2 separate regions of the Pelodiscus sinensis genome follow, and region 1 is linked to region 2. The links are chromatin contacts, called in public Hi-C maps. All regions are on one chromosome and are shown on one strand. Each heading gives the region's core, a stretch centred on a gene start, on an enhancer-like site or on the middle of the called end of the contact. The rest is flanking DNA. Distances are from core to core; before and after follow the strand shown.

The links. Hi-C and Micro-C count contacts between places; a contact is called where the count stands out from the background.
Region 1: a contact with region 2 is called in a Hi-C map of an unstated tissue, with 4 times the contacts expected there. The contact joins the promoter of LOC106732513 here to the promoter of CCND3 in region 2. A contact is called at or near these places in 3 of 5 Hi-C or Micro-C datasets (blood, liver and an unstated tissue).

Annotation. Positions count from the first base shown.
Region 1 is chr27:9,601,003-9,604,041 of ASM4963464v1, reverse strand. LOC106732513 (mitochondrial import receptor subunit TOM6 homolog) reads left to right here and starts at 1,740. Exons shown (of 3, transcript XM_075910357.1): 1 at 1,740-1,899; 2 at 2,926-3,031. The coding sequence starts at 1,778. The coding sequence ends at 3,022.
Region 2 is chr27:9,415,533-9,418,842 of ASM4963464v1, reverse strand. CCND3 (cyclin D3) reads right to left here and starts at 2,013. Exons shown (of 5, transcript XM_075910084.1): 1 at 1,741-2,013.

The sequences.
Region 1 (3,039 bases), core at 491-2,990, 190 kb before region 2:
AGCAATTGCAGCCAGGGAAGCAGATTACTCCTCACTGGGTGTTGCAGCGGAACAGAACCAAACCAAACCATGAGGGCTAAACCTCCCATCCCTGCTGCCCCTAGTCCTTCTGTAGCCCTCCTCCAACTGCAGCCAAAGACCAGGACATCCCCTTGCTCTGAGCCATTCCATTACTGACCTACCTCCACCTGGCCCAGGAATCTTCAAATCTACCACCCTGCTCTGCCATTGGATGCCAAGCCCAGAGAAGCCCACCCCTCCTGCACTCCCATTGGCAGAAGCAGAGCAGAGCGCAAATACATTGCGTAAAAGCTTGTGCATTAGCCACACAAGCACATCAGTCTCCGTGGCTCGGGGACAGAAGGCTTTGTGCCCATGTATGGCTTGACACACGTGGTTCTGGGTACCATAGTGGGTGAGGAGGGTGATGATAGCATTACTTAAATGGGGTGTCTGGGAGTTATTGCAAATAGAAGTGTCCCTTACATCCTGGGCGGGATGCTCAGTCTGAGTCCTCGTCTGTGCTGCAGAGTTAGCTTTACATGAAGCAGCTTATGTGGACCCAGGCCTGTTGATGAGGTGCGGGGTGGGGTGGGGAACGACACCCGTCCCCCTCCCAGCAATTTAAAAGGTCCCAGGACTCCTGGACACCGCCACCTCTTCAGTGGCAGCGGCTGGAGCCCCAAGCCTTTAAATCACTGCCAGAACCCTGGCGAAGGCTGTCGGGCACCCTGTGTTGACTTAATGACGTAAATAGCGACACTCAAATTTTGCTCCCACCGATATAACTTACCCGCTAGCGCCTTAATCACTCCACCGCCCCAAGAGGCACAGACAACGTAGTGATGTAAAAGCAGAGGCTGTGTAGATACTGCATTGCTCACAGCAACTGTTTCTGGCTCTCCAAAGCCATCCCACAATGCACCATACGGAGAATTCACAAGGGGATTGCATAGGCACTTGCATGTTGTGATGTTGCACACGGAGGCTGCGTCTACACTGGCATGAATTTCCAAAAATGCTTTTAACGGAAAAGTTTTCCGTTAAAAGCATTTTCAGAAAAGCGTGTCTAGATTGGCAGGATCTCCTTTTTTGTGATTGGGGCTTTTTTGCGGAAAACAGTACTATGCTGTCTACACTGGCCCTTTCGTGCAAATGTCTTTTGGAAAAAGACTTTTGCTCAAATGGGAGCAGCATAGTATTTCCGGAAAAGCACTGATGATTTTACAGGAGATCGTCAGTGCTTTTCCGGAAATTCAAGTGGCCAGTGTAGACAACTGGCAAGTTTTTCTGCAAAATCAGATGATTTTGCGGAAAAACTTGCCAGTCTCTAGACACAGCCAGAGTGTTGCACGGGGCCTGGCACTCGGCACACTAGGATTGCACGGGCACTTGCACATTGTGACATTGCACGGGGCCTGGTACTCGGCACACTGGGATTGCATGGGCACGTGCACACTGTGATGTTGCACATGGGGTATTGCACGGGGTCTGTTGTTCTGCACCCTGGGATTGCACGAGCAGGCACTTGCATGTTGCACATCACTCTGCCCTGTGCCCAAGGCTCGCGCTCTGCTCAGGGAACGCGCCTGAAGGGCCGAGTATTCCGAAGGCGGCGCCTGCAGGGCCACTGCGCATGCGGTCAGGCCCCAGGCCGCCACGCGCTCGCACGCCGCTTTTCCCGCGTCGGCCTCCTTGACGGAAGTGACGTGCTGAGACCGCGCCCTGACAGGATGTGACGCTTTATCTCCGCCCCTCGCTCCCACGCGGAGCAGCCATGGCGCCGGGCGGGCAGGCGGGAGGCAGCGACAGCCGGAGCCCCGGGTCCCCCCGGCAGCGGCTGCGGGACTGGTTGCGGGGCGCCTTCCGCTTCGCCGCCGACAGGAACGACTTCCGCAGGTGCCCCCGGGGGGGCGGGCTGCTTGGGAGAGACCCCCCCCGGGACCGTGACAGCCCCCCCGCGGCGGGGAGGCCACGCGCCCCTGGGGCCGTGACCGGGATGTGGGGGGCGGAGAAGGGCGGGTCCTTCCCTCCCCCACTGCTAGGGGCCCGCTCCCGCGGCTATTTAAACCCTGTTCGCTGCATGTGTCTGTCTGCTCTGACCCGCCTCCATGGCATGTGAAAAGCTCCGAGCCTGCTGGTATCCCTCCCTCCCCCCAGGCATAATGCTGCTTGCCTGAAGTGGGGCAGCACATGGTTACCTCGGGAGAGGCGGGGAAAACAAGAATTCAGGCAAAATCCTGTTTCCACACCGATCGTGTCCTGAATAGGGGATGAAACGGGAAACACAGAGGCTGGGTCTAGACTGGCAGCTGCTTTTCTGCAAAAACTTGCCAGCTGTCTACACTGGCCACTTGAATTTCCGCAAGAACACTGACGCTCTCATGTTAGAAATCAGTGCTTCTTGTGGAAATACGATGCTGCTCCTGCATGCAAAAGTCCTTTTGCGCAAAAGGGCCAGTGTAGGCAGCTCAGATTTGTTTTGCGTAAAAAAGCCCCGATCGCGAACATGGTGATCGGGGCTTTTTTGCGCAAAAGCGCTTCTAGATTGGCCATGGATGCTTTTGCAGTAAAGCATCCATGCCAATCTAGATGCTCTTTTCCGCAAATGCTCTTAATGGGAGACTTTTCTGTTAAAAGCATTTGTGGAAAGTCATGCCAGTCTAGGCATAGCCAGAATGTTTCTGAATAGAAGTCCTGAGAAGGCAACAAAAACCGGGAAATTCCTCTCCCTCAAAACTGAAATTGTTGCTTCATCCAGCTATAGTGTATGTTTGGCAATGAGATCTAATATTGGTTATTGTTTTAAAGCAGTCAGTGCTGAAAGTGTTGCTGTACATTTACAGTTAGTATTCTAGATAAATACTTCATTGTAGACTGGACAACACCACGTTCAACAAATCTAACTGGCTCTGTATTTTTCAGAAACCTCATAGTCAACGTTGGACTTTTTGCTGCCGGAGTCTGGGTAGCCCGAAACTTAACAGACATTGATTTGATGTCTCCTCCACCAGTTGCATAGCAATTACCAGTAAGTAT
Region 2 (3,310 bases), core at 764-3,263:
TAGAATCTCCATCCCTGGAGGTTTTTAAGTCCCGGCTTGACAAAGCCCTGGCTGGGATGATTTAGTTGGGGTTGGTCCTGCTTTGGGCAGGCAGCTGGACTTGATGACCCCTTGAGGTCTCTTCCAGCCCTATAATTCTATGATTCTGTGAAGCTCATACACAACAGTCCCGTGCCTAAAGTCACCAGGGGTACGTGCACACTGTGGCACTATTTCGGGATACTTCCGGTATCCCGAAATAGCTATTCCACGTCTTGACAGCATGCCCATTATTTCAAAATATCTTTCAAAATAATGGGCATGCTATTCCAACATCCCTGTAAACCTCATTCCACAAGGATTACTTTGAAATTTGGTGCTGTGTAGATAGTTTATTTCATAATTTGGTGCTATCTCGAAATACACTCGAAATAAACTATGCAATTTGTGTAGCTCAAATTGCGTAGCTTATTTTGAGCTAAGAGTAGATGCACCCCAAGTGAATGAGTGACAGAGGTGGAAATATGTCCTAGGCTCTAACTACTAGATAATACTCCCTCACTACGTACTGTGCTACCACCTGCTTATCCCTCACAAGTGCTCCAGTTGAATGCCTGAGTTTTTGGTCCTCATGCTCTAAGGGTAAGGAGAAGTTGAACTCTTTTTCATAGGCTCTCTTGCCTCGACTTAGAGACTGTTGATGTAGTTACACAGCATAAATGCACCACTGTTCACTGCTCTGGTGTGGTGCTTGATGCTGATATGTTCTCTCAGCCATCACCATATTCACATTTCACATCCATTCCTACCCTGGGTTTCACATCATGGTATCCCAAGCTTGGCAGATACATGACACGCAGTGAATTAACATCAGGGCACCACAGAGTTGTGTCACTTTCTTGCTATGGATTCAGGTATGCCACTTTGCAGCTGGTACCAGCTGTTCCATGTTATGAATTGCTATCGGGTATGTCAAGCTACAATTATGGATTCAGACATGCCATGTTAAGAATCACATAAGCCAAGGTGCATATATGAATTCAGGTGCGCAGTGCTAGTGGTAGATACTAGGTATGCATACATATTGCATCTTGGTTTGAGAGTCAGCTATTATTTTTATAAATATTGCTGTCTAAGTCTGGCCCCGTAATTTAGCTTCAGGCAATAGCAGTGAGTTGAGGTTTTCAAGCCTGATTACCTGAAGCGCTCCTTCCCCTTTTCACCTAAACTGGATCAGATCCATGCCAAGGGTTAACCCGTGGATTTCACTAGCACTTGTTCTTCCCACAAGTCCTGCTTCTCAGAAGTACTGAGCCACTGCAACTCCAGTTACAAGATGCAGGAACTCGACATCGGTGAAAATCACACCATGTCTTTTGCAAGAAGACACAGACATCTCTTAGCTCACCAATAGGCAAAAAATCTTCTACACCTCCATTCCAGCAGGTCTGGCAAAAAAACACACACTGGCCTGGGGCTACAGAAGTTACTGTGTCACAGGTTTGTAGGGTACTGCACAACAAGTGGCTATATATATATACACACACACAATGAACCCGGCACTAAGATCTACTTCCAATAAACAATCACTCCCTCTAAAGCACCTACTCTGAAGTGTCTTCAAGATTCTTATGTTCAACCAACCTCTTGGGAACTAATTTTTCCTCTTCCTTTGTTGCTTATGACATGATCTCTCTCTCTTTCTCTTTCACCTTTTCAATCTACAATTTACCATGAAAATACAACTAAATTGCCTCCTACCTTTGTTGATGATGAATAAATTAGCTTCACGGGGCACGTTTCCTTTCAACAATCCAGTCTCTCCTCTCCTCCACCCCCTTCTTTTTCCATGGGTTGCTGTTTTCGCTACCATCGCTGCTGAAAAAAACAGCGCTACGTGGAAGCTGCATTGCAATCTGAATTGACCGAGATCAGGACCTTTAATTTCCAGCGTGGCAGCTGTTGTTTACATTTCTTTTTTTGCAATATGGTTATTGGTTCCTAAGATGCTTTCTCTCCCCACGCATATGTAGTTACACAGGAAACAAGAGGTGGGAGCTGTAGGAGGGGGGCTTCCTGTTCTATAGTTTCTGAAGCACACAACCGACTTCACCAAAGATTTGATCACAAGAGCTGAACACCCTAAAAGGGAAATTGAAGCTTGCTCAAGAAGCACTGCGTACTGAGAAACAACCTGAAGAATATTTCACGCAACCCAAGTGATTTAGGTTTTCATATGAGCTTGACAAGAGACATTTTTGTACATTCAAATTTTCCATTTGTTGGATACAAACTCAGAAGCATTGTATTTTTGGCAGAGACTTAGGTCTTGACTCTAAATAGCCATCATACCCCATAGCACTTTTCATAATGACAGGGTGGCATGGGGAAATTCTAAATTCAAGTAATAATGCTCTCATCTACAGTACCATAATTCCCCCCTGCAATTTCAACTGGATACAGTGTCCAGACAGGTCCCAGCCCTGCAGCGGTTGAATTTCAGTGATGGGTGAGGAGATCCCTGTATCTAAGTTTGCAATTGCATTTGGATCCTTTAAGATGAAGGGTTCTGAGTAAACGTCAGACATTGTATTGTGGTCGCCAAAGTGGTAAAGAAATGAAATGATTAGCTAGGGTGAAATAAGTCCTGGATTGGCATTAACAGGGCTAACAGCAATGTCAGTTCTTTACAACCTAACATACCAGGTTCCTTCTCTGAAGGACAACTCAACTATTGACCCCTTATCTCACAAAAGCATAGAGCTCTTTTTTCATGAGCGTCCTTTCAATTGGACTGCAGTTAGGGAGAATAGATAGTTTCTTTGTGTAGGCAGGCACCTCATCTCTTGCACCGTACCACTTTCTAGCAGCAGTGCTCCCTGTAAGCTGTGTGTTTGTGCGGCCACTCCGGAGAGATTCAAATGCTGCCCAGCTGATTAGCAGAGTGCCCATAGTTTCTATGGGCTTCGGTGCACACAGAAAATTTGTTCTGCACTTGGACAGAAAAAATCCACACGTGAATGGGAAAGATTAGAGGGAACATTGTCTGGCAGCCCTTGTGCCATTGGCTAGCATACAGACTGAGTGGCTCTTTAACACATTTGGGGGTAGATCTTGGGGACACAGCAATCTGACAAACTGCTTCTTGGGAGAAGCAATGGAGAGAAGAATTTTTCAGTCATGCGCTGGGCCAGTCTCACACAAAGCCCTGTCTTCTGGAGGCCGGCCAGGCTTGGGCAGGAAAAATAAATTAAAGATGCTCTTGCAAATTCCACCCCCTAAGACTCCGGAGTTGACAGCCAAATGAGACGGGGCAGCAGATCTGAACTTT